2 separate regions of the Gossypium hirsutum genome follow, and region 1 is linked to region 2. A link is a contact called in public Hi-C data. All regions are on one chromosome and are shown on one strand. The core of a region is the stretch at or near the end of the contact, and the rest is flanking DNA. Distances in the headings are between cores, read along the strand shown.

Region 1 (6,111 bases), core at 141-2,640, 670 kb before region 2:
AGCAGGTGTATGCATTATTGTTTTTATGCATGTTTTTGTTTGACATTCTTCCACATGATTAATTACAAAGTTCATAAATCTAAAAGTTTAATTAATCAATATGAGTTATCAAATTTAATTAATTAATTAATCACAAGTCTCTAAATTCAAGTAATCAATTTATAAATTTATAATGTTTCAAATTCATAGAGAATATTTAATTAAAGAACTTAATAGTTTATTGAATTGGTATTTTTAATTCTACTCATTTGAAAATTATTTTTCATTTAATAAGATAAGATTAATAGATTTTTTTCACATAAAATTTAATCATTTTATAGAAATAATATATTAATTAAGATCATATTTATTTAATAAATGATAATTAATTAAGATCATATGAAATAGTTATAATTTTACTTGAAAATTTAGACAATATGTTATTATAGAGAATTAATTTAATAAAAAGTGTACTTTATAACAATGAATGTTATTTTTATGAGTGAAAAATTGTTATAGAGAGTCAAAATAAAATATAAAAAATTAATTCTACTAAAATTTGGTTGTGATAGCAGTGGTTTATCTAAGGGATTGGCAATTGCTCCGATCCTCTTAAAATGGAAAATATTCTATTTAGGTGGCCCTTTAAAATTTTTAAAATTTTAATTTAATCCTTTAAAAGTTATAAAAATATAGGTTATTCAAATGATAAAATTACACTTTTACTATTGTAAAATTTATATTTAATTTCATCCACTAAAAAAATTTTCTAGCTTCGCCCTATGTGGTAATGAAATACTATTTTAGCAAGTAGATATTATAGGGAGGGTTGACTATGTTTATAAAATATTAATATAAATAATAAATGAGACTTTGGTTGAGTTATGATATATAAATGTGGAAAACTAAGGAAGTATGAGTTCAAATTTTATTATGTGTATATATTTTTTATATAAAAGATATAATTTAACAAAAACACTCTTAAAATAATACAATTTACTTTATAGAGTGAGGGTATTCTTTCATCTTTTCTCAATTGAATTAATATTTAATTAACTTATGATATCAATTTAATCAAAAGTTTATAATAAGTATAGATAAATAAACAATCATTCTATTGTAATTTTTTCAAAAAAATTCTAAATACTTTAATGAGTAGGGTTATGAAAAAGTGAAAGAAAAGAGAAGAAAGAGAGGGGAAAAATAAAGGAAAAAATTTTAAAATAATAATAATTTGTTTTCGAAAAGTATTAAATTTTTTTATTTGAAATAATAATATCAGTTTGCATTATATAATTAACAGACTCAGTAATAAAAAATGATAAATTAATAATATTAAGATCATATCATAACTTTTTAAAGATAAGAATGTAATTTAAACAATATAAAAGCCATTAAACCTGTAGTTTCCCTTCCTTAAAACGTGGGTCAAAAATAAAAAAAGCCAAGAAAATCAATCGTGGCCGTTGATTTACCGATATAAAGTCTCGCTAGGGTTTTAGAAATATAACACCTTCTCTCTTGGCAGAGCCACAAGACTCGGCCGCTTAAAAAAATCAGAGTGAAAGCCATGGTAATACTCTCTTCACAATCGTTTTACGTTTTTTTTTTCTTCTAATTAACACCATAGTTAGCTTGGCATTTTGCATTATAGATCTCATTTTATATGTTATTTATCTCCAGTTTATAATGTCAGATCTTTGCACAATTTTGTTCGAGAAAAGAATCAATTATAAAATCTGTTGTTTTGTTGCCTGTAACAGAATCAAGTGTATTTTAAGCAGTATCTTATTTCTGCTGTAAACTCGAAGGTTCTATGAGTGTATATTAAGCAGTTTTTCGCTGTAAACTCGAAGGTTTTATGGAGTTTAACTAATTTCAAATTTCATTTGCATTATTTTTTTCTACTTTTATTTCATTTTCCTTCTCGCTGATAAGCTATCCTGAGATTCAAAGTCAGCAGCGAGACGTTAAAATGCTTAAGGTTGTAAATTCCTTTTATTGAATAAATTTAGGTAATATTTGGTTGTTAGTTTTGTTTTAGTTTTTCACATTCGTAAAATATATTAAACATGTGTTTATGGAAGGAAACATTGTCTTAGATTACTACCAATTATTTTCTTTGTTTATTATATATGCTTTCTTGGTTTTCTGAGTTGGTTAGTTTTATGCTACAGCCTTTCGTTAAAGCTCAAAAGACCAAGGCTTATTTCAAGAGATATCAAGTTAAGTTCAAGAGAAGGCGAGGTACTATAATTAGGCCTATATCTGTATAGTATCGCACTTACTGTTTTGATGTTGTAATAATTGTTTTAATCTTGTAGAGGGCAAGACAGATTATCGGGCCAGGAATCGGCTTATTAATCAGGACAAGAACAAATACAACACCCCAAAATATCGATTGGTTGCACGATTTGTATCCTATTTCTGACTGATTTTTTTCCCTCATCATTTTGTTTGCATTGTCTATCCCAAGCAGCACTGCACTTGTTTTTGTTATTTATATTGAATAATTTCTGTTTGGGTTGAGGGTATAATGTTTAGACATATAGGCTGCTGAATGTGCTGAAATACCTTGGTTAATTCAAAATGTGATTATTTGTTCTTTTATGTCTTGCTAGTTAATAATTTAACCTTAACTTATTTATTAGACCAACAAGGATATAATTGCACAAATCGTACATGCTAGTATTTCTGGTGATATAGTTCTTGCAGCAGCTTACGGACATGAGCTTCCTCGCTATGGACTTGAAGTTGGCCTTACAAATTATGCAGCAGGTGGGATTTACTTTTCTAGATGTTAAGATGATCTTTTTCTTCTGTTTGAGGATATTATCTTATTCAATGACATTTTGAACACAGCTTATTGTGTTGGACTCCTTTTGGCTCGCCGAACACTGAAGCAGCTGGAGATGGATGCTGAATATGAGGGCAATGTTGAGGTATGCATTTGCCATGGTTTCTGAAGTGCGAAGATATATGTTTTTTTTCCAGAGGGATAATAAGTATGTCAAAATTATGATTGGCACTTGCTTACAGGCAACTGGGGAGGACTACAGTGTTGAACCAGGAGAGAGCAGGAGGCCTTTCCGTTCTCTCCTAGATGTTGGTCTTGTCAGAACAACCACTGGTAATCGTGTTTTTGGTGTGCTCAAGGTATATTGGAATCCCTTTCTATATGATATAAATGTCCTGAATCTAACTTTGTTCGCTGTTTTTTCTATTTTATGTGCGTAAAGCATGGTCTTGTCTTGAGGTTAGGTTGTTAAATTCTGGTAGTGAGTAGTTTTGTGCATAGTGGAGCTAATATGAAATGTTATTCTCGTTTTTGTGCTGCAAGGATTCTTTTAGTTTTTCTTTCTAAATCAATGGCTTTGCTGCCTGTTTCCAGCTGAAGAAAGCCACTCTTAGTTATTGTTTGGCTTTTAAAATTTCCACCTATACTATCTCTATATTCAACTTTGGCTTGTATTTATTCTTTGCATTTCCTTTTAGGGAGCTTTGGATGGAGGCATTGATATTCCTCATAGTGAGAAGAGGTTTGCTGGATTTAACAAGGACAGTAAGCAACTTGATCCTGAAGTTCACCGCAAATACATTTATGGTGGCCATGTTGCATCATACATGAGGGTAAGATTTAAGAATTTTAAGTAGTTAGAGGAAAGTAATAATGGTGTTGAATCTCTCCTCTTTGGGCGGTTGGGTTTTGGGGTGTTAATTTGACAATGTTTTATGTTGTATCTGTGTGAAAGTCTCACTATGTCAAGTTGACAGACTTTGATGGAAGATGAGCCAGAGAAGTATCAGTCTCACTTCAGTGAGTACATAAAGCGGGGCATTGAGGCAGACAACCTGGAGGGAGTTTACAAAAAGGTTCATGCTGCTATTCGCGCAAATCCAGAAGCTAAGAAATCTGAGAAGCCACCTCCCAAGGAACACAAGAGGTATATAACTTCTTGCCACTAAACTGGCTTTGTTATTATCATTTGAATGTTCATTTAAGTTTTTGTCTTGAAGAATTTCAAGTCTGATGTAATGTTGGTCTGTGCACGATAGGTACAACCTGAAGAAGCTGTCTTATGAGGAAAGGAAAGCCAAGTTGATTGATAGGTTGAAAGCTCTCAATTCAGCTGCCGGAGTTGATTCTGATGAGGATGATGAGTAAATTGCTGGAGTTGATAATATGATGTTGAGGATGAGGATAATGCTGAGTAGACTCGGAAATAGAATTTGTGGCATGTTTTGCCCTGTTATCTTTGGTTTTGATGCTATAATTTACTTTAAAAACCTGAATCTTTGCTTGCTTTTGCTTATTAGGGATGACAAACTAGCTTTTTTCCCTGCGGATCCTCTGGTTTTTGGGGGATTGCGCTTTCAGTTATTTGGTACTTTTATTATATGAGCACTACTGGGCATTTTGTTGTGTCATAATCTTCGCGGTGATTGCCATTCTATCAAATGACTTAGTCCTATCTCATGCCTACTGTAAAAAATAAGTGGTCACCATTAGGCAATACAGGAAGGTTCTCGCATTCGTGTGTGGTACAGATGATAGATGAGAGCTTAGTTTCAATGGTTAAGATGGTAATGATTTTGCCTACTTAAGGTTGGGAACTTGGATATATAATACGGGGATTTTTTATTGGACGAGTAGTCAATATTTCAATATAGCTTCAAGGCACTTGTGTCTACACTCTACACGCACAAAAAGAAGATAAGGATTTATTTAGATGAAGAGTTGATTTTATTAGCTCGTTTATTTAATTAAAAATATACATAAGCATAATTTTGTAATAATTAAGGTTGACACGTATAACCCCGCTGAAGAATTTTCACTAGAGTTTTGTCAAGTGACTTCAACACTCAGGTCGTTATAAATAGACGGAGAAAGGTTCCTCAATGAGTAGGGGGAAAACGTAACGCTTTCCTCTGAAGAGTAAAGACTACAAAACGTCACATTGCAACTCGCATGATGTTATTTTAATAGGTCAATACATTCTTCGATTACATTTTAGATTATGTATCAAAAGCTTTTTCATGACCAAATGGCTTTTCCATTCAAAACATCTGTATGGTGAGTGTAGGACAATACACCCTCCAATTACATTCTAAAAGCCCTCCGTTGAACCCATGTTTCAACATGTTTCGCATGATTCTACAACAATGCATTTGAATAACAAAAATGCAAGGTTTTGATTGTGCCATAATTTATTTATTTTCTCACTAAATTTGTTAAGCCTAAAAGTTCCACTAAATCTGGTAAGCCTAAAAGTTCCATTAGTTTTTCTAGAAAGAAAGTAAGTCAAGAGTGTTCTCTTTTAGTGTTCCAGAGAAACAGTGATTGCTGTGGTTGGGAAGTTTTATAATTCTAAAACTTCTTAGTAGTTCGTTGGAAAATATGCTATTGTAGACAAGGTCTTTTAGTTTTTGTTGGGATCGACCCGATTATGCAACAAGTAAAAAAAATAGCAGAATAAATTAAGAAATTAAACACACAAATTTAATATGGAAAATGTAACACCCCGAACCCGAGACCGACACCGGAGTCGGACACGAGATGTTAACAAACTTTGAAAAATTTTTCCAGACACTGCCCAGTCTGAGTACTAGTCTCTTCAAAAATCATATCTTGAGTTTCACAACTCGAAAATCAGTTTTGTGATTTTTCCCTGAAACTAGACTCATGTCCCCACCTATTTATTTTTTTCTAGAATTTTTGGTCGGGCCAATTAGTACAGTTTATTAGTCAAAGTCTCCCATGTTACAGGGGTCGACTACACTGACCTTTTCCCATTACAACTTGGATATCTCTCTGCACAGAGCTTCAATACTGATGCCGTTTGTTTCTATGGAAACTAGACTCAGAGAGGAATCCATACATATATGGTATGACCCCTAATTATCTCTGGTCAATTTATAGTGAATTTCCAAATTCGGAACAGGGAATCCAGAAACTGTTCTGGCCCTGTTCCACAAGAACCCGAATATCTCTTACTGTACTGTTCCTATGATTGTTTCGTTACTTCCATATGAAAGTAGATTCATCAAGGTTCGATTACATAATTTATTCACTATTTAATTCCACTCCTACGAATTCTTGTGATTTTTCCAATCCACACCACTGCTGCTATC
Region 2 (6,436 bases), core at 341-2,840:
AAACATAATAGTTTTAGTGATTAAACTTTCATCATCAGCTTTAAGACTCAAATTAAACATTCAAAGTTGACATAATTACCTTTAAGTATCAAAATATATTACTGTTATCAAATATAAGTATCATATTAGACCAAAAATATAATATAAAAATCACATTAAAAAAATATTAGATTGAGGTATTAATTAATCTTTTTTTTCTGCCTCGAACGAGCACAGTAATAATTGATCTGATTTGAGCCGCTTTTAATAACAGTTAAAGCTCAAAACGCCTAGTGCGGCAATTTGGCTATTGATTGTGGTAAAGCGAGTGAAATATCTCTTTCAATAAATAACTTAAATTAGAGTGACAATCACTTGATATAATTGATATTCGTTCCCAAAGGATCATCCTGAATACAAAGATTTACATTAAAAAAGGGACCAGGTAAAACATAGATCAAATGATGATCTACTTAAAGTAGTAAGGAAGGTCAAGGACATACAGGAGGAAGTAAGCCCAAGTGACACCAGAGATTCCACCAAAGAAGAACCCTCCAGTGAACTTAGCCCATCCATCCGCCGTTTGCAACTGGTCTGGCTCTTTCTTCCTCCCAGTCAGGGTTAGGCTCGGTGCTATCGATGGCTCACCTTCTTTGAACGACGCAACACCATACATCGTCAAGCAAATGCTGAGGATCACAACCAAACCGGCAGCGGCTAAGGACCCAGCTTGACCCGCCACCGCAGTGTTCCTTAGAGGGCCGGCCTTTACGAATGGACCAACCAGGAGGAAGCCGTGAGCCAGACCCACTTCGATTCCCCTCAGAAGTGGGTTCACTGCCGTCCTATAGGCTGGGAGGTTGGAAAGGTACCATGCAATTAAGGGGCTTGAGGTGATTGGAGTCTCCAGGCTTCCAATGAAGGGGTCGCCGTTGATGGGTTGGATTACTTGAAATGTTGACTGCAAAAGGAGACGGAAGAGGGGGGGTGATAAAAAAACTTAGTGCAGTGACGAGCCTAGCTAAGCTAACAGTGACCAGACAGACATAGCTAGCTTACCTTGTCGGATTGAACAGCTTTGACAGTGAAGCAAGGGGTCCTGGTCTTTCCGGAAGATACTTTAAACGGGGATCCCGAAATGCCCCTGGGGACTACCAGTCCTCTTGTAACAGACGACCTAAAGCTGCTCTTCAGCTGAGTCGCCATTGGAGAAGCAGTGGTAGCCATTTACGGATTTTGTTGTTAACTGAAAGCAAAAAAGAGAGTGGGAAATAGAAATATGTACAAATAATACGAAGCCAAAATAGAGTGAGAGAAAGAGATTTTCCCATTATCGGATGCAAGAATGTGTGGTTGAGGTGGCTGAGGTGTTAATTTTGCAGATTTGTGATTGGATGCATCAATCTGTGGAATCTTATCCCTTATCCAATACTCGAAATGTTGCTGACGGATTACATTAGTTCTATTTTATTTAAGCTGATATCACATCTTCAGAATATAGTTTGAGATCGAAAAAGCTAGGAACACACTTTTCTAATGGATTATACTTAATTTCTTTACATAAAATTTGTGTTGTATTTATTTTACTTTACCCTGTTTAATACCATAAAACTTCCGGATTTAATTAGCTAAAAAGTTATTTTAATGTTTGGTTTGTAAAAATTATTTACTCATAGAAGACATTTGTTTAAAAAATATGTAAGATTAAGTTTGTAACAAAATTACTAAGTGCCAGTTCTGCATTGTTTTTCAAAAGTACTTCTGGCTCTAAAAGTATTTCTAGAAGAAAAGCTGTACAGAACAAGTTGCTTTTGGCTGAAATTTTTAACTTTTTAGGAGTGCTTTTGAAAAGTACTTCTGAAAAGGAGAAGTTAAAATTTTTAGTTTTTTCTCTCCCAAAAGCACTTTTAATGCTTAATTACTTTTTCACCCCTCCAATAACATTGTACTTTTTCTTTTTTTTTCTTGGTACTTAATTACAAATGTGTTAAACTCATTAGTTAAAAATAAAAAAATATTTTTTAAAATATTAATTACAAATATTTAATAGTTATATTTAAATATTTAAAATATAATTGATATATTCTAATTAAATTTTATAAATAATTAATATTTATTTCTTAAAAATATTTAAAATTTATATTTTATATATTAAAATATTAACAAGAAGTTATAATAATTTTTTTATATTCTTACTAAAATATAATAATATTAACTAATTTAAATATTATTTAAATGCATATTTGTTACTTTATAATAACATGTCTAAAATTGACATTTTATTTCTTAAAAGCACTTTTTAACAGCAATGCTAAACACTCAAATTTTAAGGGTGTGTTTGGTAATACTTTTGAAAAGTGCTTTTAAAAAGTGTTGTGGAAAAGTGTTTTTGAGAAGTGCTTTTGAAAATTTTAGGTGTTTGGTATTGCTGTTAAAAAGTGTTTTTCGGGAATAAAATGTCCATTTTAAACATGATATTATAAAGTAGCAAATATGTATTTAAATAATGTTTAAATTAGTTAAAATTATGATATTTTAGCAATAATATAAAATAATTTATTATAACTTATTGTTAAAAAATTAATATATACTATTAATTTTAAATATTTCTAAGTAATTAATATTAATTATTTATTAAATTTAATTCGAATATATAAATTATATTAAAATATTAAAACGATAAAATATTAGAGTATATTTCATAATTATTTCATAAAATCAAACAATCAGAAAATAAAAACTAAAGCATAATGAAAAATTAGAAAAAGAAGAGAAGAAAAAGATAGAGTACCAGTGGAGAAGAGAAGATACAGAGAACAATTTCAGACAAAGAATTGGAAAAGTTCTACCGTGAAGGAGATAGGTTAAAACGGTAAAATACCAACCCAAATGAACTTCAAGCTTGGAAAAGCTAAAATAAATGGCTTTTTCATCTGTAAAAAAGGCCTTAAATTAAGTTAAAAAAGTTGTCAAACAAATAGTTGTTCTTCATTGCTTTTGAGATAAAAGAACTTTTTTAGGAAAAAGTTCATCCCAAAAGCAATGAAGAACAAGGCCAACCAAACTTTTCAAAAGCACTTATCAAAAGCACTTTTTCAGAGCACTTTTCAAAAGAATTGTCAAACTAGCCCTAACTGTATGTTACATTATTATATTCAGTTCTAGTAGGAATAAGTATTTGATCCACATAATGTAATATTATTTAAAAATATATTCTACTAATTTTTTATTGTAATAGAATTTTTTTAACAAGTTTAGTTTTTTAATCATTTTTTAGGGATAATAACAAAAATAGTCCTTGTACTTTATTCTAATGTGGTATTTACGGTTTCAAAATATCTAATTTGGTACTTATACTTTAATTTTGTTAACATTCCGATACCTATCCCTGACGATGTCAAATTTGCTGATGACATGACATGTTGTCGATTCAAAAAGCGGCACATGTCATTTTGTTGACTTTTGACAAAAAAATTTGGGGGTATTTAAGAAATAAATCCATTTTTTTCCTTTTTCAAATAAATTTATTTTTTAAAAACCCCTAAAATTAATTTCTTTTTAACAAGACTCCATAAAATTTATATAAAAAAACCCAAAAATTTCTTCAAAATTTTCATTTAATTTCCTTTCATCAACTCTAAAAAAATTGTTAGAGTTTTTTGCTTGCTTGTACCATGTTTTGTTCGAATGAGAACAATTTATGCTTGGGTTGTGGGTTGTTTCGGCCTCATGGATTCTTGACATTCTTGGCCTACAAAGGGATGTCATGTTTAAAAAAACAAGAGCTAATTTTTTACTAGGACTCTTTAGCTCTTTAATCGATTATATTGATGAAATTATGTGTTCTATTGGATAAGAATTGAAGCCTTATCCTTATTTTTTTAGTTGTTGAATGATTAATCAAAGAATTTTATCTAATTTATGCAAAGGATTTTTCAAGGGACTTATCTATCATTTTATTGAAGTTTATCTTGTGATAACAAGTTGCTGATCAACACATTAAATTTGTGTCTCATTCCCTTAGAGCTACATGACTCGGAGAGATGGAAATCTACACTAGCTTTGTTTATTTTTCTTGTGTTGAACATTTTATATTCTTCTCTATTTGTTGATGAATTCTCTTAAGTAGAGATGAGAGTTATCTTTAGTGTATGTTGATTATGGTATTGTTCTCTATTGGGGCTGGATGAACTTGGCTTGCAAAGGGGTTATAGGCTTTAGCCAATAGAGGCATATTGTTTCGCTTGATTGATTTAGTTGAATTAATAAGAGTATATCCTAAGCAAAGATTTGTAGACATAGGACAGTTGTGTCTGAACTGTGTTAAAAAAACTTGGTTTCGTTGTTTCTTATTCCTCTTACTTTTTTCTTTTGCAAGTTCACAACTTCCGTTCTATTTCCTACTGCAATGAATTTTGAACATAGTTAAACTTTTCATATATGTAGATTAATTTTGGTTTCAATTAGTATCAAAGCCTGGCTTCATAAGATGTTTAAAGACAATATTGTAGTGTATCTATAGTTATGAAACCAATGAAAAAAGGAAGTTAAGTATCATGAGCCTTACTTCTGGTAGTATATTTAAATTATGCCTAGTGGAAAGCTCGTATGAAGGCATTCATTATGTCGACTGATGATACCGCCTGTAAGGTTATCGAAGAAGGTGATGTAACACCCTTTACCTGACCTGATCACTAGGTCCGAGCTATAAGAAGCTATATTCATTGTTGGAGCAACTTCAGGCAATTATACACCATACAACCATTTACACATGCAATTAAGTTTAATTCACATTCATTCTATGCAACATAATTATTTTCGGGTACCATATAAGCTTACAAAAACTCTTTTGCTAACTCAAGGTTGAACTAGGAACAAATTGTGAAGTTTTCAAAATCTAGGCCGATATTGCGACATCATGATTTCCACGTCATGACATCGTTAACTCAGAAAGTTACATCGCAACTTTAAGCATCTCGATGTCACGACATCACCCATTGTCAACCCATGTCACAACGTCGGGGACTCGAGGTTGCAACATTACCCCTATTTTGGGAAAAAGCGTGTTTGGGACAAGTTCATGCTTTCAATCATATGCTTATATACAGTTATTCATCTTTTTACAATCCAAAACATCATCAGTCTATATCAACGTATACCAATTCAAGCATATGAACATGTGAAATTAAACATTCAATATAGTACCAAACTAACATTTACCATTTGAGTATTTTTCTTTATCAACTAACCATACCAAAATTGTTTAATTTTCCTAATCTATCATGCCATACTTATGCAATTTGGAAACCAAGCACTTAAATGATCTTTACATGAAATCAAACAATGCATATACTAAGCTATATGCATGCTTAGCATTCAAGCTTACCATTTTCAAATCATTCACCAACTTATCTATCTTAACCATTTCATTTTGTAACCTTAAACATACTAAGCTCAAGTAAGTTTAAGATCATCATTTTTAATAGCATTAAACTTTTCCAAACCATGCATCAATTAAGTCATATCCCATGCTTAACATGCAAGATCAACCGTTACCACATTTATCACATAAATATGAACTCAAAATGACCATTTTAACACTAAGGTGCCCTTATATACATGCCACAATATCTAGACTCAAAATCAACATACTTCTACCGTCTTGTTGGTAGTGTGTGCTTCGCGCTAATTCAACTTGGCAAGTTCTGCAAGGTGATGATCTACAAGTAGAAAAAAAACTAGAGTAAGTATTTAAACGCTTAGAAAATTCAAATGGAAAATATTATACTTGTAACACCCTCACCCAACCCAACCATTGAATCTAGGTACGGGATGTCACAAATGGACCGAATTGGACTAAACACAAATTTCTAACCTAACAATTTTAAAGACTGACTTTATTTCTTATTAATAAATATTCTTACAACATAACCCTTAAATTAAGATAAAAGTTCACTATGTCAAACTTTTTGGGCTCTAAAGATACTACTTAGGTACAATGTAATGGGCCCCGAGGTAAAGCCTCTAAAGGTACCCCCTCTTATGTGCATGATACCAAACTAATGATTTCTCCTTATTCCACCTCGGTCTAGCTTGGTCCTTCCTCAAACTTCTTTATCCCGCGAGTCCTGCATCACAGGTCAAAACACTAGTAAGTTCGAATGAACTTAGTGAGTTTCTTACTATACTATGCAAAATTTAGCCCCAAACTTGTCAAGGTAATAAAATGAGAAATTAAACACAATTAACTCCTTGATTGTATTTGGACATTTCCTCTCAATACGGATTGACAATCTTTGATTCATTTCTCGAACACATCTATAAGCAGATAGGTTGCTAAGCGATCTTCCCTTGGTTGACCCTATAACCATTTGACAAGTTTTGAAAAATTTTTAAACATTTCTCCATACTCACTGACTTTATCCTTTCCTTACATACATTCTTTCCCTTATCCATT

Evidence for each region. A called contact is a pair of places that touch in the nucleus more often than the background predicts.
Region 1: a contact with region 2 is called in a Hi-C map of leaf, with 2.0 times the contacts expected there. The contact joins the promoter of LOC107938168 here to the promoter of LOC107895184 in region 2. A contact is called at or near these places in 2 of 34 Hi-C or Micro-C datasets (both in leaf).

Annotation. Positions count from the first base shown.
Region 1 is chrA07:51,564,540-51,570,650 of Gossypium_hirsutum_v2.1, reverse strand. LOC107938168 (60S ribosomal protein L5) reads left to right here and starts at 1,390. Exons shown (of 9, transcript XM_016871252.2): 1 at 1,390-1,552; 2 at 2,157-2,226; 3 at 2,304-2,395; 4 at 2,631-2,757; 5 at 2,842-2,921; 6 at 3,019-3,135; 7 at 3,475-3,609; 8 at 3,754-3,923; 9 at 4,036-4,407. The coding sequence starts at 1,550. The coding sequence ends at 4,144.
Region 2 is chrA07:50,890,008-50,896,443 of Gossypium_hirsutum_v2.1, reverse strand. It overlaps LOC107895184 (photosystem I reaction center subunit XI, chloroplastic), which reads right to left and starts at 1,590. Exons shown (of 2, transcript XM_016820443.2): 1 at 1,039-1,590; 2 at 355-940. The coding sequence starts at 1,206. The coding sequence ends at 449.